2 separate regions of the Sus scrofa genome follow, and region 2 is linked to region 1. Evidence: chromatin contacts called from public Hi-C data. All regions are on one chromosome and are shown on one strand. Each heading gives the region's core, a stretch centred on a gene start, on an enhancer-like site or on the middle of the called end of the contact. The rest is flanking DNA. Distances are from core to core; before and after follow the strand shown. Region 1 holds the start of AXDND1 (axonemal dynein light chain domain-containing protein 1). Region 2 overlaps ABL2 (Abelson tyrosine-protein kinase 2).

Evidence for each region. A called contact is a pair of places that touch in the nucleus more often than the background predicts.
Region 2: a Hi-C map of skeletal muscle shows a contact between it and region 1, with 2.9 times the contacts expected there. The contact joins the enhancer-like site here to the promoter of AXDND1 in region 1. A contact is called at or near these places in 1 of 5 promoter capture datasets (fetal skeletal muscle), 20 of 47 Hi-C or Micro-C datasets (alveolar macrophages, brain, embryonic fibroblasts and 12 more) and 2 of 2 datasets of contacts at active chromatin or transcription factors (alveolar macrophages and skeletal muscle).

Annotation. Positions count from the first base shown.
Region 1 is chr9:121,118,049-121,122,477 of Sscrofa11.1, reverse strand. AXDND1 (axonemal dynein light chain domain-containing protein 1) reads right to left here and starts at 2,447. Exons shown (of 25, transcript XM_021063739.1): 1 at 2,199-2,447; 2 at 1,610-1,801; 3 at 427-599; 4 at 1-18. The coding sequence starts at 1,688.
Region 2 is chr9:120,896,142-120,900,691 of Sscrofa11.1, reverse strand. It overlaps ABL2 (Abelson tyrosine-protein kinase 2), which reads left to right. Exons shown (of 13, transcript XM_003482731.4): 11 at 1,177-1,350; 12 at 1,889-2,122; 13 at 2,408-4,550. The coding sequence ends at 3,588. Among named protein-coding and RNA genes, the nearest start is that of TOR3A, 39 kb to the right of the region's middle. Within about 2 kb of position 2,886, at least 2 of the 83 cell types and tissues checked have an H3K27ac peak or open chromatin away from gene starts, as enhancers often do. A contact at or near this core is called in skeletal muscle, where this site is marked.

The DNA.
Region 1 (4,429 bases), core at 1,198-3,697:
ACGGCGTGGAAGAGTAACCTGAGAAGAAGAAAAACATGAACACACAGCAGAGGGCGCTGTAGTCAGTGAAATCTATTATTAATTGTTTTTTAAGTATTTACAAGGGCATCTGGATACACTATGGAAAAGAGAGCAGAACTCTTATTCAGTACTAGGAAGAAAGACCGAAACTAGGCTAATTCAATAGCGAAAGAAGAATATCAAGACTGAGAGGAGTAGTGATCATTTATGAAAATGACACAGGTTAACAGAAATACTCAAGCATTTCCTTGGAAATATTCATGCAAAAGAGTTTTCATTCTAGGAAATTAATTTAAAAATTGTCTTAAGACAATCTGGAACATATAACATAGGCTCAATAAATAATTAATGAACTGGACACCAAAAGGTAATGTTCCCAAGTCCTTCATAAATGTATATACACACCTTTGGGGTTTTAATTTTCTTAGGGGGCAGTAAGTTCTCAGGACAAGGACCAGCATTGGCTGCACAGGTCAGAGAAAGTAGAACTTCTTCAGGGATGAACTGGTTCTGAAGGGAAGGAGGAAGGGGTTTTGACCAATCCACCAGACTTTTTTTCTCCCTTAGTTCAGGAAGTCCTAAGAAAAGAATGGGAAAGAAAAGCTTACTATAGTTTTTTTGAGAGTTAAGAGATTTCCAGGCTGCCTCATCAATCCCATCTATCTGTCACTAACAGAAAGAAAAAAAAATTGCTTCTGGTTGTCAAGAATAGCAACAATATTTAAAACACTGAAAATCATCTAGTCAAGGGAAAAAAAAAAAACTACTGTTGTCTGTCCTACTCACACTTATATCAGACATCAGTTCAAAAACACAGATACAGGGGTTCCCCTGTGGTGCAGCAGGTTGAGGGTTCAGTGTTGTCATTGCAGCAGGTCAGTTTCGATTCCTGTCCTGGGAAATTCCACATGCTGCAGGAGCAGCTAGCAAAATAAACAAACTTAGGTATCAAATGCCAAAACATATATATATATATATATATATATCACAAAACCGCTGGTATTTAAAATAAGTTGAATTTAAAACAATATAGGAGTTCCCATCGTGGCAAAGCGGTTAACGAATCCGACTGGGAACCATGAGGTTGCGGGTTCGATCCCTGGCCTGGCTCAGTGAGTTAAGGATCCGGCATTGCCGTGAGCTGTGGTGTAGGTCACAGACGTGGCTCAGATCCCGCATTGCTGTGGCTCTGGCGTAGGCTGGTGGCTACAGCTCCGATTAGACCCCTAGCCTGGGAACCTCCACATGCTGTGGGAGCAGCCCAAGAAATGGCAAAAAGACCAATATATATATATATATATATATGTGTGTGTGTGTGTGTGTTTGTATATATACATATATATGTATATATACATAAAACTCATCAGCATGTGAAAAAAAACTACAAACACAGTCCTTCTGTGGAGTAGTGAAACAAGACTCCGACTCAAAAATACTATAAAATGGCTTTTGATTTTCTTAAAACAACTGTATTGAAAAACGGAGCTAAAAAGGTATCCTGAAATCTCAGATTAAGGCACACAACGTATTGTGCTTTCTGTCTAGGACCATGATTATTTATCCCTGTGAGATCCTTGAAGCACTTTACCTCTCTCTTCCTTGGATGTAGAGATTTTCAAATGTTTGCCCTCAGATGCTGATGTGGAAGGCGTTTTCGGAAGCGACATAATAAGCAATGCCTCCTATCACTCTCTTTAGTAATTTGAAATATCCCTCCAGAAAGCTAACCTAGAAACTTAAGCAGAGGCATCCTGGGACTTGGCAGGGCTGCCACGTTGACCTGAAGACAAAAAAAAAAAAACAAAAAAAAACAAAAAAAACACCAAAGTGAGACAAGTACCCCCGTTCCCCACCAAACAAGTGTTTATGTTACCCTTGGCGTTTACAATTCATCTACAATGGGTTCTCCCTCTGTGGGGACACTTCTGGGCTCTCCCAAGGCAACAAAGAAGCTTGTGGGTGGATCAGAGTCTGGTCCTCCGCGGCGGGGAGAGAGACACGCTCTTACCACCCCTCCAACCACGGAGGGCGCCCCCCGCTCGAGGCGAGCGGTCTCCGACCCCCGGCCTCCCCCACAGGCCGCGCCTCGTGCATGCAGCCCCACCGACTCGAGGGTGGCAGAGTTCGCAATGTTACTGCCTCAGAAATGATGGAAAACGGACACTTGCAAGCCGTACCCATAAACTGTGTTTCCCGCCGGACACCTTGTCGCTTCGCCTCTCCCCAAACGCGTGCGCGTCGTCATAGAAACCCAGGACCCCGCGCCTAAGCAACCCTCAACCGGGGCTGCCTTCGGCGGTGCCGGCGTCCGCGCCCACTGCGGCGGAGGAGGGAGCCGGCTAAGAATCGCAACAATCTCTCGGGGAGCCTATGTGTTTTAAATCATAGCATTAGGTTCGGCAGCCGTGGAAAATAAAAATGTTTAATCGGACCGTTCTCACAGGGTCAGAAAGTGAATCCTTGGGCTTGGACCGCAGACCTGCACCAGTGCGCACGCGCTAGGGGTGGCTGGGGATGCTCCCTGCACCCCCACGACATCTTGCCCTTTCTCTCCCCCAGGCACCTGCTTCTGGACCTCTACTGTTGACTTCTCTGGTTCCTGACCCAAGGCGCCCTGGGACTTGAGCAAGCATCCCTGAAAAGTTTTTTCACGTCGCTCTATCGTGCTTTTTGTGTTGTTTTGCCTATTTTTCTAAAAGCTAAATTCAAGGGGAAATTGGATACTGAAAAACTCTGGGTTCCCATCAGTTGAGGTGAAGCAGTGTAACGGAGCAGGGCCCTGTGAGGCTCCTAGGCACACAAGCCTTCCTGTGTCCTCCATTTCTTGTTTTTAGGGAATAAGGCTCAGCCTTCATGACCTTCCCTCAGTTCCAAAGGGCCATTGCTAATTAGGGAAGGAAGGGGATGCAGAGACCAGGGAGACAAGATAACAGTCGTGCAGCCCTGGGGCAGGGTCCTGGTTCCTCCTCAAGGAATATACATAGCAATACCTTTGAACCTATCGGTAGAACTAAAACCCCCAGCAAGTAGAAGAACTACTTGATGAAGCATTCTTCATTCTGGGAAGAAGGAGGACCACCAGAACCAGTCCTGGGGCCACTAAACTTAACCCGCCCTGAGAAACAATGCTAGCTGGCCATCCACCCTGATCCTTATCTACAGCCCTATAGATTTGCCACTCTCCAAACTATAAAACCACCTCCTAATCTCTCCCAAGGGGGTGGCACAGTCTTTAAGGCATTAGCCTGCTGGGGCCCCCTTTGTCTGGCAAAGCAGTAAAGCTGTATTTTTCTCCTTCACCCCAAACGCTCTGTGTTTCTTTTCAGCAACAGTGGAGAGGCTGAATTTCGGCAACACTTTCAAAAGGGGGCAAGAATCGGGGTAATTCTACCCTCTAGCTGGTCTAGTGGCTAGGAGTCCTGGTTTTCACTTATGCTGCCCAGGTTCGATTCCTGAGCAAAGAATTAAAATCTTGCTCCAAGATACCACTCACTGCTGTCTCTCTGAGATCAGAGGCATTAAATGCAGATGCTGCCCGTGTCCTTGGCATCTTCTTTGGATATTTAAGCATTGCCCTCCCCACCCCCACACCCTCACCAAACTCCCCTGGCAGGCAGAAGGCATTCCTATGTCCAGACATTTTTTTTGGCTAGAGGCTGGTCAGGAGATGGCACTTCAGGCAGACGCATTCCAAATAAAATCGTTGGGTCCTACTGCTTAAAAATCTGCTCTCAGGAAATAATGAGATAAACACATTTCAAATGGAGGAGCTGAGAACCCCCCTCTTTCCGCCACCCGGATTGTTACCCAACTGAAGTTGGGTCAGCTCACCCACTTGGCAGCAAAGCCAATTTACTGACGACCGGCTGTGAAAGAAAGCACCCTGTTTATTGCAAGGTGCCAAGCAAGGAGAACAGGCTCAAAAGCTCTCTGATGGCTGTTATGGAAGTGTTTTTAAAGGCCAGATAAGGGAGAGGGTCACAGGAAGACTGATCAACTCACGAGCATTTTTCTGATTGATTTCTGGTTGGCAGTGAGGTAACTGGGTGATGTTTCAGGAGTCAACATCATCACCCTTGTAATTTCAAACTGCTGCCGGAAAGATGTTACTGGAATCTGGGTTCTTGCTCATGAAGCTGAAGCATGAACTTTGAAAACACACAGGCATCAAGCAAGCAAAGTCTTCGTTACAGGAAAGCAAATAGCTCCCACGACAGCTGGGAGGGGGAAGAAGAGTCCCCCTTCTTTACTGTCTTATAGGGGTTTTTATCCCTTAAAGATGGGGGTACCAATGTGGGGTCCAATGGGCCCCCCATTGGCCTTGCCCAATTACCTCTATCAGTCCTTGTCCAATAGGGGTTTTGGGGTGGGGGGATGTCCCATAAGTCTCATCGTTTCTTTGCCCTTC
Region 2 (4,550 bases), core at 1,637-4,136, 220 kb after region 1:
CGCGTTGCTGTGGCTCTGGCGTAGGCCAGTGGCTACAGCTCTGACTGGACCCCTAGCCTGGGAACCTCCATATTCTGTGGGAGCGACCCTGGAAAAGGCAAAAAGACCAAAAAAAAAAAAAAAAAAGTAATCTCGTTGGCGAGCTCGGGTTTTGTGCCGTAATATACCCCCTCTTGTGTGTGTGTGGGGGGGTCAGGTTTGAAAAGTAAATACAAAAAAAGTTGTAAAATAGTTACAAAATTTCACACTTTAATTGATCCATACTTGATTTTTGTTCAGGAATGAGTAGCAAAGCATGTTTTTGCCTTTTTAGTAAAAGCCACAAAATCCACGGCCGAGTTTGATCAGTTGAGGCTTACTAATGGGGTGAACACATTTTCAGGAGCCTCATTTGCTTCATTGTCATGAAATGGAATGGATCGTATCCACTTTTCTTTTTTTTTTGCAAAGCACAACCTGAAAATAAAAATATCTGGTTGCTTGACATCTGGTTGCTTTTTTCAAACCATGAGTAAACGCTTAGTAAACAAGGATATCCAAATGACCAATGAGCATATGAAGAAGTACAGAATAAAACAGTGAGATGGCCACTACACACCACTACACACTCAGAATGGCTAAAACTAAGATACAAAAACCCCTAACTTCAAATTCGGGCAGGCATCCAGAGTAACCAGAATTTGCATGCAGTGCTAGTTGGGATGTAGACTGGTACAGCCTGTTTGGGAGGCAGTTTGGTAAGACCCAACAAAGCTGAACTTGTGTGTTCCCTGTAACCCACCAGTCCACCTCCTGGCAGATGTGCATACCCAGCAGATGCACATACCATTGTGAAGCCAAAGGCACATAGTAGGATGTTGTTAGCAGTATATTCATGATAGCCAACAAGTGGAAACAACTTAAATATTCACCAGGATGAGAATGGATACATTCACACATTTGAACAAGCAACAAGAAAAACCCATGCCATGTACAGTAGCTTGGATGAATCTCCAGATAGCATGTGGAGCAAAAGAAGCCAGACAGAAAGACTACATACTCAATGACTCCACTTACCTAACATATTTTAGGACTCCAGTCTTCTCAGCTGGATGCATTTTCTGAAAGAGAAAATCCCCTCCCCCCGTTTTGGTCATGAAATTGTTCTTATTACCGGTCCCTTTGTCTTCCTTACAGAGGTAGCTGAGGAGCTCGGGAGAGCAGCCTCCTCCTCATCTGTTGTTCCATATCTGCCTCGATTACCTACACTTCCTTCCAAGACCCGGACGCTGAAGAAACAGGGGGAGAACAAGGAGAATATCGAAGGGGCACAAGATGCCACAGAAAATTCTGCTTCCAGTTCAGCACCAGGTATGAGTTCCTAGGCAAGTAGAACCAAACTGCCTTCTTTAAGGAGCCTTGGGGTACGATGTTTTTATTTCTACTTTCCTGCCTATCTTCACTGAGGTCAGTGTGGCTGGCACCTGCTTCATTCACCACTGTGGTCCTCAACTCTCCACTGCCAGGGTTAGTGGTCCTGATCTGCCCAGCCAGCATAGAGCCTGCCTCCCACCCCATTTCCCCAAGCTCCACATTTCCAAGTAGTTACTGTCTTTACAGCTCCGGCAGAAATTCCTTTGTTGAGCCTAATAAATGAGGCCAGGTTGTGTTGTAGTTTCTAGAAAAAAAGATGAATGCCGAGGTAAAAAACTGTGGGTTATTTATTTTCACTTAAATCCCTCCTCAAAGTTGGAATAACAGTGTGAAATGATAAAGTGTTATTAGTTTTCTGAGTCCGGCTAATACCTGAGATTTAATAGATGCTGACACAACTCCTACAGTGTAACCTTAGTAACCCAAATGAGTCATTTCTTACCTTCCTCATTACTGATTGGCTGTTTTTCATCAGGGTTCATTAGAAGTGCACAGGCCCCCAGTGGGTCCCCGGCACTGCCTCGAAAGCAAAGAGACAAGTCACCCAGCAGCCTCTTGGAAGATGCCAAAGAGACTTGCTTCACCAGAGATAGGAAGGGAGGCTTCTTCAGCTCCTTCATGAAAAAGAGAAATGCTCCCACACCCCCCAAACGCAGCAGCTCCTTCCGAGAAATGGAGAATCAGCCCCACAAGAAATATGAACTCACGGGTAACTTCTCATCTGTTGCTTCTCTGCAGCATGCTGATGGGTTCTCTTTCACTTCTGCCCAGCAAGAGGCGAATCTGGTGCCACCCAAGTGCTATGGGGGGAGCTTTGCACAGAGGAACCTCTGTGATGACGACAGTGGTGGGGGTGGGTGGTCTGGCATCACAGGCTTCTTTACACCACGTTTAATCAAAAAGACACTGGGCTTACGAGCGGGTAAACCAACAGCCAGTGATGACACTTCCAAGCCTTTTCCAAGGTCAAACTCTACATCTTCCATGTCCTCAGGGCTTCCAGAGCAGGATAGGATGGCAATGACCCTTCCCAGGAACTGCCAGAAGTCCAAACTCCAGCTGGAAAGGACAGTGTCCACCTCTTCTCAGCCAGAAGAGAATGGGGACAGGGCCAATGACACGCTTCCAAAAAAACCAGAGGAAGGTGCTGCTCCAACCAGGGAGAGACCAAAAGCCAAACTTTTGCCCAGAGGAGCCACAGCTCTTCCTCTCAAAACCCCCTCTGGGGATCCAGCCATCACAGAGAAGGACTCTCCCGGGGTGGGGGTAGCTGGAGTGACAGCTGCCCCAAAGAGCAAGGAGAGAAATGGTGGGGCACGGCTTGGCATGGCTGGAGTCCCAGAGGATGGCGAACAGACAGGCTGGTCTTCTCCAGCCAAGGCTGCAGTGGTCCTTCCAACCACTCACAACCACAAAGTGCCAGTCCTTATCTCACCCACTCTAAAGCACACTCCAGCTGATGTGCAGCTCATTGGCACAGACTCTCAGGGGAATAAATTCAAGCTCTTATCGGAGCATCAGGTCACTTCCTCTGGAGACAAGGACCGACCCCGCCGGGTAAAACCAAAGTGTGCCCCACCCCCACCACCAGTGATGAGACTACTGCCGCATCCGTCCATGTGCTCGGACCCGACGGAAGAGCCGACTGCCCCGACTGCAGGACAGCCCATGTCAGAAACACAGGAAGGAGGAAAAAAGGCAGCTCCAGGGGCAGTGCCCATCAGTGGAAAAGCTGGGAGGCCTGCAATGCCTCCACCTCAAGTGCCTCTGCCCACATCTTCCATCTCGCCAGCCAAAATGGCCAACGGCACAGCAGGTACTAAAGTGGCTCTGAGAAAAACCAAACAGGCAGCTGAGAAAATCTCAGCTGACAAGATCAGCAAGGAGGCCCTGCTGGAATGTGCTGACCTACTGTCGAGTGCAATCACGGAACCTGTGCCCAACAGCCAGCTGGTGGACACTGGACACCAGCTGCTCGACTACTGCTCAGGCTATGTGGACTGCATCCCCCAGACTCGCAACAAATTTGCCTTCCGAGAGGCCGTGAGCAAACTGGAACTCAGTCTGCAGGAGCTGCAGGTGTCTTCTGCAGCTGCTGGTGTGCCCGGGGCAAACCCTGTCCTTAACAACCTACTGTCGTGCGTACAGGAAATCAGTGATGTGGTGCAGAGGTAGCCACTGTTAGCCGAGGGGGAAGATGCACACATTTCTGAGGGAAGAGGGAAAGTGACTTGTTTTCCTGTGTTCTCGTTTTCAAAAAATGGAAGACTGGTATTTGAGTGTGTTTCTGTGAAGTACCTCAGATCTCTGAGTTCTCACGTTTACAGGTTCATCTCAAAAGTAACAAAAAGCAAAACACATAGGAGAGGGAAAATAGGTGGGGCCAGGGCAATTGTGGGCAGGATCGGAAGCTGCACTGGAACATCAGGGCCAAAGCCAGCCCATTCTTACCAGGAGTGATGTGAGCTGTTTAGACAGGGCTGTTCCAGCAAGGCCACAGGGACTCTATCTAGACAGTGCATAGGCTCTGGCGCTCATTCTGCACCAGGCAGAAGGGAATTAACTTGGGGCTCCAGTAGGTACTTGTGGTGATTATGCTCCAACTCATCTGACGTACTGGGTGGGACAGAAGAAAGCTGGGAATGTGCCAAGAGACGTTTCTTTCAAGGCTGTCAGAAGTGCTGTTAACCTTGATTTCCACAAGGTCACTGCTGCAGTAAGAACTGCAAATCAGATGGCCATATATACCAAACTGGGAAACCTGGCCTTAGTTGTATGCTCCTGTCCTATTTTCCATTGGTGTGTTAATTAGTGCAGGAAGTAAAGAATGCTAGGAAGTATTTTCAGAGAGATTGGAATCTCCTCCTAAAATCTTAAACATTGCTTAGAAGTTAGTTCTCCCAGTCTATTCTAATGGATCAGGATTGGCTTTCTGCTTGTTGGTGCCTATCTGTAAACCATAGGCATAGGATCTCCTTGGTGGTTCTTCTGTACTCCTTGCTGGGCAGGTGTCTCCTTTTGTTCCTGGCAGCATTCAGGGCATTAACCAACATTGATTTGAAAATAACAGTCATGTACAGGTCTCACAGGAAAATCCTTTTCTGATACAGTGGCCCTGCACATCGACATACTGGCCA